2 separate regions of the Mus musculus genome follow, and region 2 is linked to region 1. Evidence: chromatin contacts called from public Hi-C data. All regions are on one chromosome and are shown on one strand. The core of a region is the stretch at or near the end of the contact, and the rest is flanking DNA. Distances in the headings are between cores, read along the strand shown. Region 1 has its middle 25 kb from the start of Slco4a1. Region 2 overlaps Gm30144 (a long non-coding RNA gene).

The links. A called contact is a pair of places that touch in the nucleus more often than the background predicts.
Region 2: a contact with region 1 is called in a Hi-C map of bone marrow-derived macrophages, with 2.3 times the contacts expected there. The contact joins two enhancer-like sites. A contact is called at or near these places in 4 of 15 datasets of contacts at CTCF or cohesin (the NIH/3T3 cell line, embryonic stem cells, large pre-B cells and 1 more), 62 of 484 Hi-C or Micro-C datasets (the 63-12 cell line, the AML12 cell line, B cells and 39 more), 10 of 115 datasets of contacts at active chromatin or transcription factors (the 230-238 cell line, the HPC-7 cell line, acute myeloid leukemia and 5 more) and 1 of 9 other capture datasets (embryonic stem cells).

Annotation. Positions count from the first base shown.
Region 1 is chr2:180,428,322-180,434,147 of GRCm38.p6, forward strand. No RefSeq gene overlaps it. Among named protein-coding and RNA genes, the nearest start is that of Slco4a1, 25 kb to the right of the region's middle. Within about 2 kb of position 2,455, at least 20 of the 459 cell types and tissues checked have an H3K27ac peak or open chromatin away from gene starts, as enhancers often do. A contact at or near this core is called in bone marrow-derived macrophages, where this site is marked.
Region 2 is chr2:180,567,547-180,572,915 of GRCm38.p6, forward strand. The region is part of intron 3 of Gm30144 (a long non-coding RNA gene); the gene reads right to left. Among named protein-coding and RNA genes, the nearest start is that of Mrgbp, 11 kb to the right of the region's middle. Within about 2 kb of position 1,710, at least 21 of the 459 cell types and tissues checked have an H3K27ac peak or open chromatin away from gene starts, as enhancers often do. A contact at or near this core is called in bone marrow-derived macrophages, where this site is marked.

The DNA.
Region 1 (5,826 bases), core at 1,205-3,704:
GGAACGTGTCCTTGGAATGGGGGCAGTGCAATAGTCTCTGTCCCATTCGATTTCACACTAAGTCATAGAGAGTGAAGATCTGGAGCAGATGCCCTCAGGTTTCTTACCCCTGGAAGGGATCCTGAGGAAGAGCCTGTAAAATATGTAAACACTCCACTAGGGGGCGCAATGCTCAAAGACTGCTCCAGGGAAATGTCCCAAATGCCTTTCCTGAATTCAGTGGGTGGTTGTCAAGTCAAAGCATGACAGTTATCTAAAGTACTGAGAGTGTGGGGGCCTCTGCAAGACAGGCAGCTGGCTCCCTCCACCCCACCCCCTAGCCCCAGCCTCTCCAGGGTCACAGAACAGCAGAATTCCCAGTCAGCCTACAGCTCTGTAGGGGCTGAGTTTCATCAGAGACTCTGGGACACTCGGCCGCAGCCGCCTTGTCCCAGTGCCCACTCCAAGGCTAAGCTTCTGGTTGGCTGTGGCCATCGAGCCTCCTTACAGTAATTGCTCTGATGATGCTAAATGTGTAGACTGCTTTCCCGGAAAACTGCTGACACACATGTCTGGGAAAGGGGGGGCTGGTGAGAGACAACCTGATCCATAGGACGCCTGATGGCTCAGACCTTAATCAATCTCTACTCTTGAAGCTAAAATAGTTGTGATTTATGAAATTCTGCAAGTCGGATCCCTGCGGCCCATGCGTTCTGAACAGCGAAGGGGAGGGCTCACTGGACAGCCTTTCTGCTGTGGTGTATCCACCGCCTCCTCGACTTCTCTGAGGTCCCTCTGTTCTCCCTGGTCTCTCAGTCTCTAAATGCAAATGAATACAGCAAACTGTATCTCCGCTGGGATCTGCCACACTCTCAGCTGCAGCCTTCAAGAGACCTACTTGACTCTTATCACTTTTGTTCTCCAGCAGACTTCTAGAACATGACACACAGGTTCACACAGTGGTCCTAGCCTGGGGCCATTCTCTCTGCAGGGAGAAATGCCAACTGAGGGAAGAGCCATTCTCTCTGGCTCTATTCATGCAGGACAAACACATTTGTATTAAGGTGTTGGTTAGAAGTTGACAGGAAATACCAGCTTCTATCCAGCTTCAATATATCTCCTAAGGCTGTGTGTGTGTGTGTGTGTGTGTTGTATGTGTGGTGCATGCATGGTGTGTGTGTTTTGTATGTGTGGTGTGTGTGTTTTGTGTGTGTTGTATGTGTGGTGTGTTTATGTTGTGTCCGTGCATGTAATATATGTGATGTGTGTGTATGTGTGTGGTGTGTATGGTGTGTGTGGTATGTCTGTGTTGTGTGTGTTGTATCTGTGTGTGTTGTGTGTGTGGTATGTGTGTGTTGTATGTGTAGTGTGTGTGTGCATATGGAGGCCAGAAATCAAGTTTCAGTGTTTTCTTCTATCACTCTCTACCCTATTTTTTGAGACAGGATCTGTCACTGAACCTGAAGCTTGTCGATTTGGTTAGACTGACTGGCAGCAAGTCCAAGTGATCTTTCTGCCTTTACCTCCTAAGTGAGCTGCTGCTCCTGGCTGTTGAACATGGGTGCTGAGAATACACACTCTGATCCTCATCCTTGCAGGGCAGATACTCAGTGAGCCAGATCCCCAGCCAGTGATGCATCTTCTTTGAAGACAGGCATGATCATAGAGAAGTGGACAAAAGACTGGAAACAGGTCTTTTCCTATATTCATATTCGTCAAGCTATAGGCTCATGATGAATGCTGGCCTTTGAATGCATCCAAGGCACACAGTCAGAGAATGAATTTTCTTCTGTCATACTTAAATTATAAACCCAGTTCTGGCGACAGAACTGATGAGGGGCCTGCTGGCAAGAAAATCAGAAAATCAGCCTCAATATCTGTCTGGGGAGAAGAACAGGGAAGGTTCTAAGGGTTCACGTTGACACAGTGCACCACAGTTCCAATAAAATCCCCAGAAACTGTCCCCGAGCAAGTAAGTTTCTGCCCCAAGATTTGCACATAGGACCAGCCGTTGAGTTTAACATTCAGTATTGGGGATGACCCATGAGAGCTAAATAAATTATGGCAAGAATGTGGGTGGCAACAGATGTGATATCCAAACACACTGAGTGGGACCAGAGGGTAGCTCAGTGGATGAAGGCACTGGCTGAGGAAGCCCGGCACACCTCGCTCTGTCCCCGGAACCCGCATTCAGGCTTCTGTGAGATTATCCTGATTACCTTAACTGATATGAGAAGGCCCATCTCAATTAGAGATAGGGCTATTCTCCACTGTGTAAGGAGAGGAGGGAAGCTAAGAGGCACACACACATTTGTTGCTCTTTCCTGTGATCAGCCACTTTAAGCTCCTACTTCACCTCCTTGCCATGATGGAACTGTGACCCGACATAAGTCCTTCCTCTCTTAAACTGTGTTTGTCTTGGTATTTTATCACAGCAACAGGAAAGTAAGGCACAGACAAAAGGAGAACAGGATCTTAGAGTTCTGCATAAGTTCCTTCCAGCTTTGCTCACAACAGCCAAGAGGCGGAAGCCGCTCAGGGGTCGTCAGTGAGTGAGGAAATGATGAAGTAAGTATATGGTCCACACTGCAGACTACCTCTCAGCTCTGAGGAGGAAAGGTATTCTGACAACACAAGGGAGCGCCAAAGGCGTAAGGAGGAGGGACATAAACCAGTCGCAAGAGGACAAACCTTACGTGATCAGCAACTTGAGTTCCCTTGAGCCACAAATGCCGCCGCCGCTCCAGCAATGACTACAAGACTGGGGAGAGAATGAATGCAGACTGGTGTCCAACAGGGATGGAGCCTTACAGAGGAGTTTAATGCTAGTGAGGGTCCCCCCCCCCCCAACGACGTGAATTAACTGAGTACCCTCAGCTGTGCCTTTGAAACAGACTCATAAGCCTAATGTTATGTGCGCCTTCCCAGAATAAAAACCCACATTAATGGCTTACCTACAATAGAGTCTAAGCACAGACACATGGCCGATGCATTTCAGACCCAGGTTCAGCTGTCTTCTGGAGGGGACGCCATTACCAAACCAGAACACCTGGTCCTGAGCCCAGCTATGGCTCTGGGTCAGATTTCTCGGCTCTCAGAGGTGCTGCCATCCATCTGTGTGGAGAAGGAGAGGGCACACAGTAGAGCTTGCTGTAAAGGTCAAAACCCAGACTGCATGTGCAATGCACTGAGCATGGTAGGCCACAGCTCCCACTGTACAGTTGTTCTCAATGCTTTCCATGGCCCCTCTGACCCTTGGACATGTGGACTCCAGGCCCTGTGAGCCCAGTCTAGCAAACAGGTAAAAGTCAACAGGTTTTGCTCTGCATCGGGGAGTTTGGGTCTAAGGGAAAGTCAGGGAGCAGGTATCATGGGAGCTGATTCTAGGGTGTGCTTCTCATTCACATGTCAAAACGGGATTAAGATAGAATACACTATCGGCAAAGGAAGGACTTCCACACATGTCAGAGGGGAGGCCGAGTATGGAGGGCCATGGGCCAGCAGCTGCAAGCATCCCCATAACATACTGAGTACCCAAGTGCTACCGAAGCAGAATTCCCACGTGTGAGACAACCGGGCCATCTGTTAGTCTTGGGGATCCCAAACCTTCCAGCAGAGTGAGACCGTGAGTAGGTGACATGGGGACCGAATGTGCAGACAGCCACCCAGTGAGATCGTGTTGGAGTCCCTTGAAATTCACATGGATGTTTGGCCATGTGTGATGCTCTGGAAACCCACCTAATAGGCCTATGCAGGCAGGCCCAGAACTGGCCATTAAATCTAGGCCTCATCTAACCCAGACATGCCAACACAGATGTCTGGGATACACCCACTATTAGCCAGAGGGGAAGCCAGGGCTTCCAAAGACTCTTGAAGCTGGGGGAGGAGCTCTCATCTGAGACTTCCCGCAGTACCCTGGAGTTACTGACACTCTGGGGCCTCTCCAGACTGTGTACCCGGGTCTTGACATGTCTGTGCTGGGCTGCAGCGTCTTTCTCTGTCTCCTCTGTCTCTCTGTCTCTCTGTCTCCCTCCCTCCTTCCCACTCCTCCTGGAGATGAAAGCTTCAAGAAGAGTCTTGGAACGTCTTCTGCCAGGTGCCCCAGGAGATCCACACAGTGTAGATAACTCTCATTGGCTCCCTCCAGCAAGGCCGGGTGCCTTGGGCTCAGCTGAAACACTTCCGCCCTCTCCTGGCTGAGGTGGGTACTACAGGGAGAGACTAGTGAGAAAAGCCGCCTGAAGCCCCTTCAGGAGCCTCAAGGGCTTCACCAGATCGTACAAGGAAAGTCCTGCGCTGAGGCATTAAGGAGAGACTTGGGGGAACCTTTTGGTCCCAGAACCGGGAAAGGAAACTAGAATAGTCTACAGGGCCAGGATTTTCTGTACCGCATAGAGTCCCACATTTTTATAAATGGGAATACGGGCAACATTATTTTCTAGTTGGAGAAACTGAGGCTTTGAGAAGCAGACACCTTTGTGGGTGCTGGATTGACACTCTAGGGCCTGTGACAGGCTTGGGGAGAAGCGAGAACAACAATAGCAATAAAGCCAAGGACGAAGCTAGCTCTGGTGCTGCTGCACTTAGTAGCCATGTTCTAGGTGCCTCACCAGCAGCACAGGCCCAGCATGCCCTGTGCAGGGTCTGGCCACGCCCCCTCGCAGATGTCTAGCACTGACTCTGAAGTCCTTACCATTAAGACCAGGTGGTATATAAAACGTGCAGGTTTTAGGGTTCGCTGTGGCCTTACGGATGGTAGGGCTCACCTCCATGAAGTTCATTCTAGGCTTTGTAGAGCGCTGAGCCGCAGCTTAATCAGGGCCCGGCCCATATGAGTCCCCACCATCACCTTAGAGCACAGGGCCAGTACTACACATGGCTACCAGTCCCTCCTCTGTAAACAAGCCTGGTTTTAATTTGAGGGTTCCAGGTCATAAGCCCTGGTTAAACATCCCTGACTGGATAGCTACTAAGAGAGGCATGGGACATCCAGGTGTTGCCAGCCAATGCACTCCCCAAAGCGAGGATTCACCACGTACCCTGCTTACTTCTGGAGCTGCCAGGTGGTACATGCTTGCCTTGCCACCCCACCCCCACCCCCGGCCTCCCAGATGCACCAGAGTTCTGAGGATCCTGTATTCTGGGAAGGGAAGTGCTATGCACCCGCTCCAACTGGCCACCAGATTTTCATACTATTAAAGCAAGCCTGGGCCTGAATATAGTCTAAATGGGGGGTGGGGGTGGGGCGCAGCATTCAGGACTAAACAGTCAGCTGTTTTACTCCAACCCCGGGTGTCTGGTGGTAATGTGGGGCCCATATGGCCTGCCAGAGCACAGAATGCAGAAGATTTAGTTAAAATTACTTCTCTCTTATGGTTCTGGGGCTAGATCCCAAGGCCTCGCGCCTGTGAATCAAATGCTCGAGCACTGAGCCACATCCCAGGCTGAAAAGCTTCTTTAATTTCTACTACCATTCTGCCAGCAGTGGGGCGAGCTCTTCTTTCTCCAGAATGATTGAAAAACAGCTTATGGGGAAAGATTCTGTCTCCCTGGGTCCCATCTGAGCCAGGATACAGGGAAGATGTCCCTTGGGATGGGGGCCTCCTTTGGTGGCCTCGCAGCCAACTCTGTGGAACCCAAGCTGCCTGCTTCCACTGTGGATCTACTCCAGACCTCCCTGCCTGGATCAGCCCTTGACGATCACTCTTGCTCCAGCCTGAAAGGTGCCCTGTGTAGACACTGCCCACGTCTGATTTTGCTTTTCCTTCTTCCTAGACAACAACAGAAATGTGTGCTGTGACGATCAAAGGGGCCCAGACAGAGCTAGAGAGAGTGGAGTGGGGCCAG
Region 2 (5,369 bases), core at 460-2,959, 140 kb after region 1:
GTTTTGAGAGCTCAATTGGCTTGCCAGTCTATCCACAGAGGCAAGCTTCCAATGCAATGAGAGGGCCTGTCGCAAGCCAACAGAATATAAAATGGCAGATGAAGAAACCGAAGTCCATCTATGACCCCTGTGTCTACACACAGGGTCTCTTTTATCCAGACTCTCTCATGAATCGCGCGCGCGCACGCGCGCGCGCGCGCACACACACACACACACACACACACACAAATAAAGCAACCAAAACATTTAAATTCATTTAAACATTTAAAATTCACATTTATATTCTCAGCTGTTCAAAATGCTTGGCGTGGAGCTCACATTAGCAGACGTGTCCATTTGTCTGTCTTTATAGGGATATTCAAATTTCAAACCCACGTTTATAACATATATGGAATCACATATCGCATACCTCTTGGGATCAAAGTCGATGTCCGAAATTCAGACCAAGGTGAAATGGATCTTTTTGGAAGACCTTATGGTGTCTCCAGAATCTTGACCAGACTAACACAGAACACAACGTCAACTTAAATTCACAATCAGTACCCCAGTGGGAAAAAAGACAGATTTCCTGTTTGGTAATCTTCTTGGATCAAATATACAAATGAAAGATATTTGGTCCTTTCTTGGATTAAATGAAAAAAGAATGGATCTGAGGAGATGGCTCAGTGATTAAGAGGACTTGTTCTGCTTGTAGAGAGAGGACCTGAGTTCAGTTCCCAACACCTACATCAGAAGGCTCACAACCACCTGTAATTATAACTCCCGAGGATCCTACATCGTCTTCTAGCCTCTACAGGGACCTACACATGTGCACACACATAAACTTCAGTTCTCCCCCTCCTACAAGCTTCCTACTTCTCTCCCCTGGAGAAGTGTGTTTGTCCTGAGAGGTCATTGTCCTGCCCTCCACCCTCTTCTCTGATTCCTGCCTGAGAATCAGAGAGCCTGGCTACAGGCTTGTGCTATAAACTCCCTCATCCTCAAAAGCATGTGACAAGAGACCTCCCTGCCATGAAAGCCTTGATCCCCTCTTTTCAGAACCCCTACTACACCATCTGTCTATGGGTGCCGAAGTCTTCTCAGAGCCTCTGCCATGCTGTTGTCTGTCAGTCTGTCCATATTGTTGATAACTCTTCTAATAAACTCCTTACCCCAACAATTCATCTCAGTGTCCTCTCAAACCCATGTTAAAGAACTCTAGTTAAGGCTAAGCCATGAATCCAAGCTGTCCCTGGGATAGAGCTTTATTCCTGACCCTCCAGACTAACAGAGGGCTAGAAATGGGAGGTGCTAGGGCCTGGAGGTGGTCTTCTGTTCCCAGAGAGCACAGGAACTCTGTCCAATGTAGTCACCCCACATGTGGTCTCCACAGGAAACATATGATTTCTCCTACCTAGAAAGCCACTGGCATCCAGGTGGGAACAGCTTTGATGGCCTGCAGGGTAAGAATTGGGCAGGAGTGGGCAGCAGCCTTTCTACCTACTACTAGCTAGAGTAAGGAGACAGGAGGCCAGGTAGTCTATTCTTCCTCCTGGGGTCCAGGTTTGCCCCATACTCACACTGGAGTTTCTGGTTCTGCTCTGAAAAAGCTCCCATAAGAAACAGTGAAGGAGACCCATGCTTGCCAGCCTTCCCCTACCCCCAGCCTGCTCAGTTTCAGGAAACTGGGATGTGTCAGCTGTCTGTTGAGATTTCATAAGCAATTGCAATGTGTCAAGCTTTGAAAGAAAACATCAAAAATACTTTTCATTTCCTCAGCCAAAGAGGAAAAGCACACACCCGAGGCAGAGAAGGAAGAGGCTCTATTCTCCACATCCACACTCCACAAGCTTGGGGATTTACAAAGTATGAGAGGGCCTCTTGCCCTGGACCTCGAAGCTGGCAAAAGTCCAAGCCGTAGGAAGGCAGCCAATTAGGTACAGCTAGCCAAGCAGGGAGACCTGGGACAGCCCAGCTCACTGCCAAGAACAAATGAAATCCCTGGGGTCTATCAATGACCCAGCTAGCCAGCCCATTTCTCCATCTCTACTGCAGCCCTGAGAGAACCTAGCCATACCAGCCTCAGTGACCAGAAACTTCAAGGAAAGAAAAGCCCCCTAAGGAGACTGGCCTTGAGTCCCTGGACAAGCCAGACCAAGACAGTGCCTTTCTTAAAGCTCACAGCGAGCGTTGCTCTCTAACAACCGTGTGACTGGAAGCTGTGAGAACTCTGTGGCTCTTGGAGGCAGCCCGACCACAGCAGGGACAGACGCAGTATCCAACAGGGATGTTTGGGCTCCATCAAACACATCTTTGCTCCAGTTACCAACACATAAATGAGCAGCCTGTGTCGCTGTGGACAAGTGAGAATGGCTCTCCTCTCTGAATCACCCAGGTCATTCAGGATTGTTCCTATATATACCCCATACCTCTGAGACCCAGATGATCTGTGGTTCTGAGAGCAGAGCTCTCAGCCCAGGAGGGAAGGAAGGGCTTATAAGGCTAGATGGAACTAGATGGATCAAGGACAAAAGGTCCCTCATTCTGAGATAGCACTAGCCTACACCCCTGGCCTAGAGCTTGTCTGTCTGTCCTCTCTCAGCCTGCTGTGCAGGGGTCACCACACAGACCTTAGGAAGATGAACTAATGAGGCACTTATCCCAGCGGGTGGCAGAGTATCTGCTCCAGGTCCACATAGGTCACCCCGATGAACCAAGAGAGTGTAAGAAGCTTGTGCACAGGGGCCGAACAGAACCGTGGCCTCTGCGCTGGGAGTCACAATCTCTGTACATAGTCGAGGGCAAAGGACTCTCAGGTAGGAACTACAGAGAGCTGAGCCAGGGATGTCTGCTCCCATGATCTGCGGTTATCAGAGCTCAGTTTGGAAGCTCCAACCACAGACAAGCCTACCACCAGCTCACAGCTCCTGGGCTCTCAGTATCTGCAATTCACATCCCATTTTTGCCGGACAGCATCTCTGTCCTATGAGCCAGTATGGAGCCGAGCAGGTAAGACTCAGGTCCATATCCTCCATAGGGTGTTTGGCACAGTGGTGACCCATAGCTCCCTTTTCTCCCCAGAAAGCCCTCAGTTTACTTGATAAATGATTCCTTTCTTCCTGAGAACCACTGGGCAAAGTGACAGTCTCCTTAGAGAGAGAATAGATTTACATCTGGGCCAACAGAACAGATTCCAAGACCTAGGGATGTGGTCCTCTCCAGCCCCATGGAGTCCCTGCCTTCAGCTTCAGTTCCGCACACTCCACAGCCCCAGAACCCTCCAGTTGCTCCCCATCCATCAAAAGAAGCTTGGTCTGCTTTACGCTTAACCCCCTCAGATGCCCTCTAACAAGAAACCAGAAGGAGGCAGGTACAGGGAGCCAGTGTCCAAAAGAGCAAAGGATCAAGATCTGCCCTTTTGGACCATTAAGGACACCTGTGCTCCCTCCATCCCTAAGCCTGAAGATGCAGCAGCCTGTCTCTGCCTTAGCTTCTGGGATCCCAGAGCCACTTGCATCCAAAGGCTTCATCTCCCTATGAACAAAGGCAGCCTACATCTAGGCAGTGCTGGGGAGACCCCAGTGCTTGAGAACAACCAGATGCGATCCTTTGGAGCCAGGTTAAGGAAGGTGTGATGGTTTGTATATTCTTGTACCAGGGAGTGGCACCACCTGGAGGTGTGGCCTTGATGGAATAGGTGTGACCTGGTTGGAATAGGTGTGTCACTGTGGGTGTGGGCTTAAGACTCTCACCCCAGTTGCCTGGAAGTCAGTCTTCCACTAGCAGCCTTTGGATGAAGATGTAGAACTCTCAGCTCTGCCTGCGCCATGCTCCCATGCTGGTTACTGCCATGCTCCCACCTTGATGATAATGGACTGAACCTCTGAACCTGTAAGCCAGCCCCAATTAAATGTTGTTTTTTATAAGACTTGCCTTGGTCATGGTGTCTGTTCACAGCAGTAAAACCCTAAGACAGAAGGGGATTAGCCCTGTTGGGCAGATCTTTTATATTCCTCTCTGCCTTCCCTACCTCCACAGCCATAGCCTCTGCCTACAGACATTTGTGGCTCAAAGTGAGAAGAAACTATTTTATTTAAGAAGCAGCAGGAAACAGTGACTTCATCAGAAATCCTAACTCTGTGTGCTGAGAAAGCCAGGGCTCAGGCCAGCAATGTGTGACATTATACATGTGCCTTATTGCTTAAAAAGAAAGGGGCAGTAACAGTATGGTAGCCTTCCATCCAAGGTCTCTTTCCCACAGGACACCTTTTCAATCTCTCTTTCTGTGTATGTGTGTGCATGTGTGTACATGTGTGTGTGCATGTGTGTACATGTATGTGTATGTGTACATGTGTGTGTGCATGTGTGTGTGTTTTCTTTATTGTATGTATGTTTTCTTTTCATTTTTAAAAATGTAGACAAAGAACATAAAGTCAGGTGGGGGAGGAAATCTGAAAAGAATTGGGGAAGAGGGAAAGAATATGATCAAAATATATTGTATAAAATGTTTTAGATAATGATTTAAATTTTTTACATGTTAAACCCTGTAACTACAGTTTTAGATGACAAAGATATTTATTCCCTTTGTTCTGTCTAGTATAGAGAGGAGCATGCAGCCTCAAAGCTGACCCAGAAAAGCAATTTCTCTTCTCTCTCTGATCCCGCCCTCAAATATATGAAGGGCTCCCAGTGGGACCTGATAAAAAGCAACCCTTGATTCCCAAGTTCTCATGAAAAGACAGGAGAGGTTTATTTTGTTTTCTGTTCCCTTTTCCATAAGGCCATTCCCTTTTGAAACGTCCTTTTCCATCAGACTTACAACATTTGTCCTATCCTCTCTCTCTGAGATCTTTCTCTTGCATTGGTCCCACTCAAGGGTTCTCTGATGACTTGGACCTTAAATTCCTGAGTCCTGAAATATCCTCATTGACTTGGTTTTTAGTTGTCAACATTATCTTTGCCAGAGGCATCAGAACCCCCTAGAACTGGATATAGGCAGTTGTGAGCAGCCTGACCTGGGTGCTGGGAACTGAATTCAGGTCCTTTGGACAAGGGGTGTATTCTCTTAACCACTGAGCCATTCCTCCAGGCCCTATCTTGCCTTTTGCTTTTATCTTATTGCTGTTATCTTTTATCATTTTGTTTCTTCATCAATTTTTACATAGACATTTTGGGCCTCTTTCAGTAACTCTTCTGTTTCTGTCCTTCCAGCCTTCAGTCTTCTATGTTTTCACTATGTGTGTCCAGCTGTTAGTTACAAATATAACTTTAGCATCCCTCCTCCCATGGCCTCTTCTTCATACAATCTAGTGTGCTTTCTCATCAGATCAAGGAAACAGATCAACTTTACATGGGGTGACTCAAGGGTTATATATTGTTTTGGGTTAAGG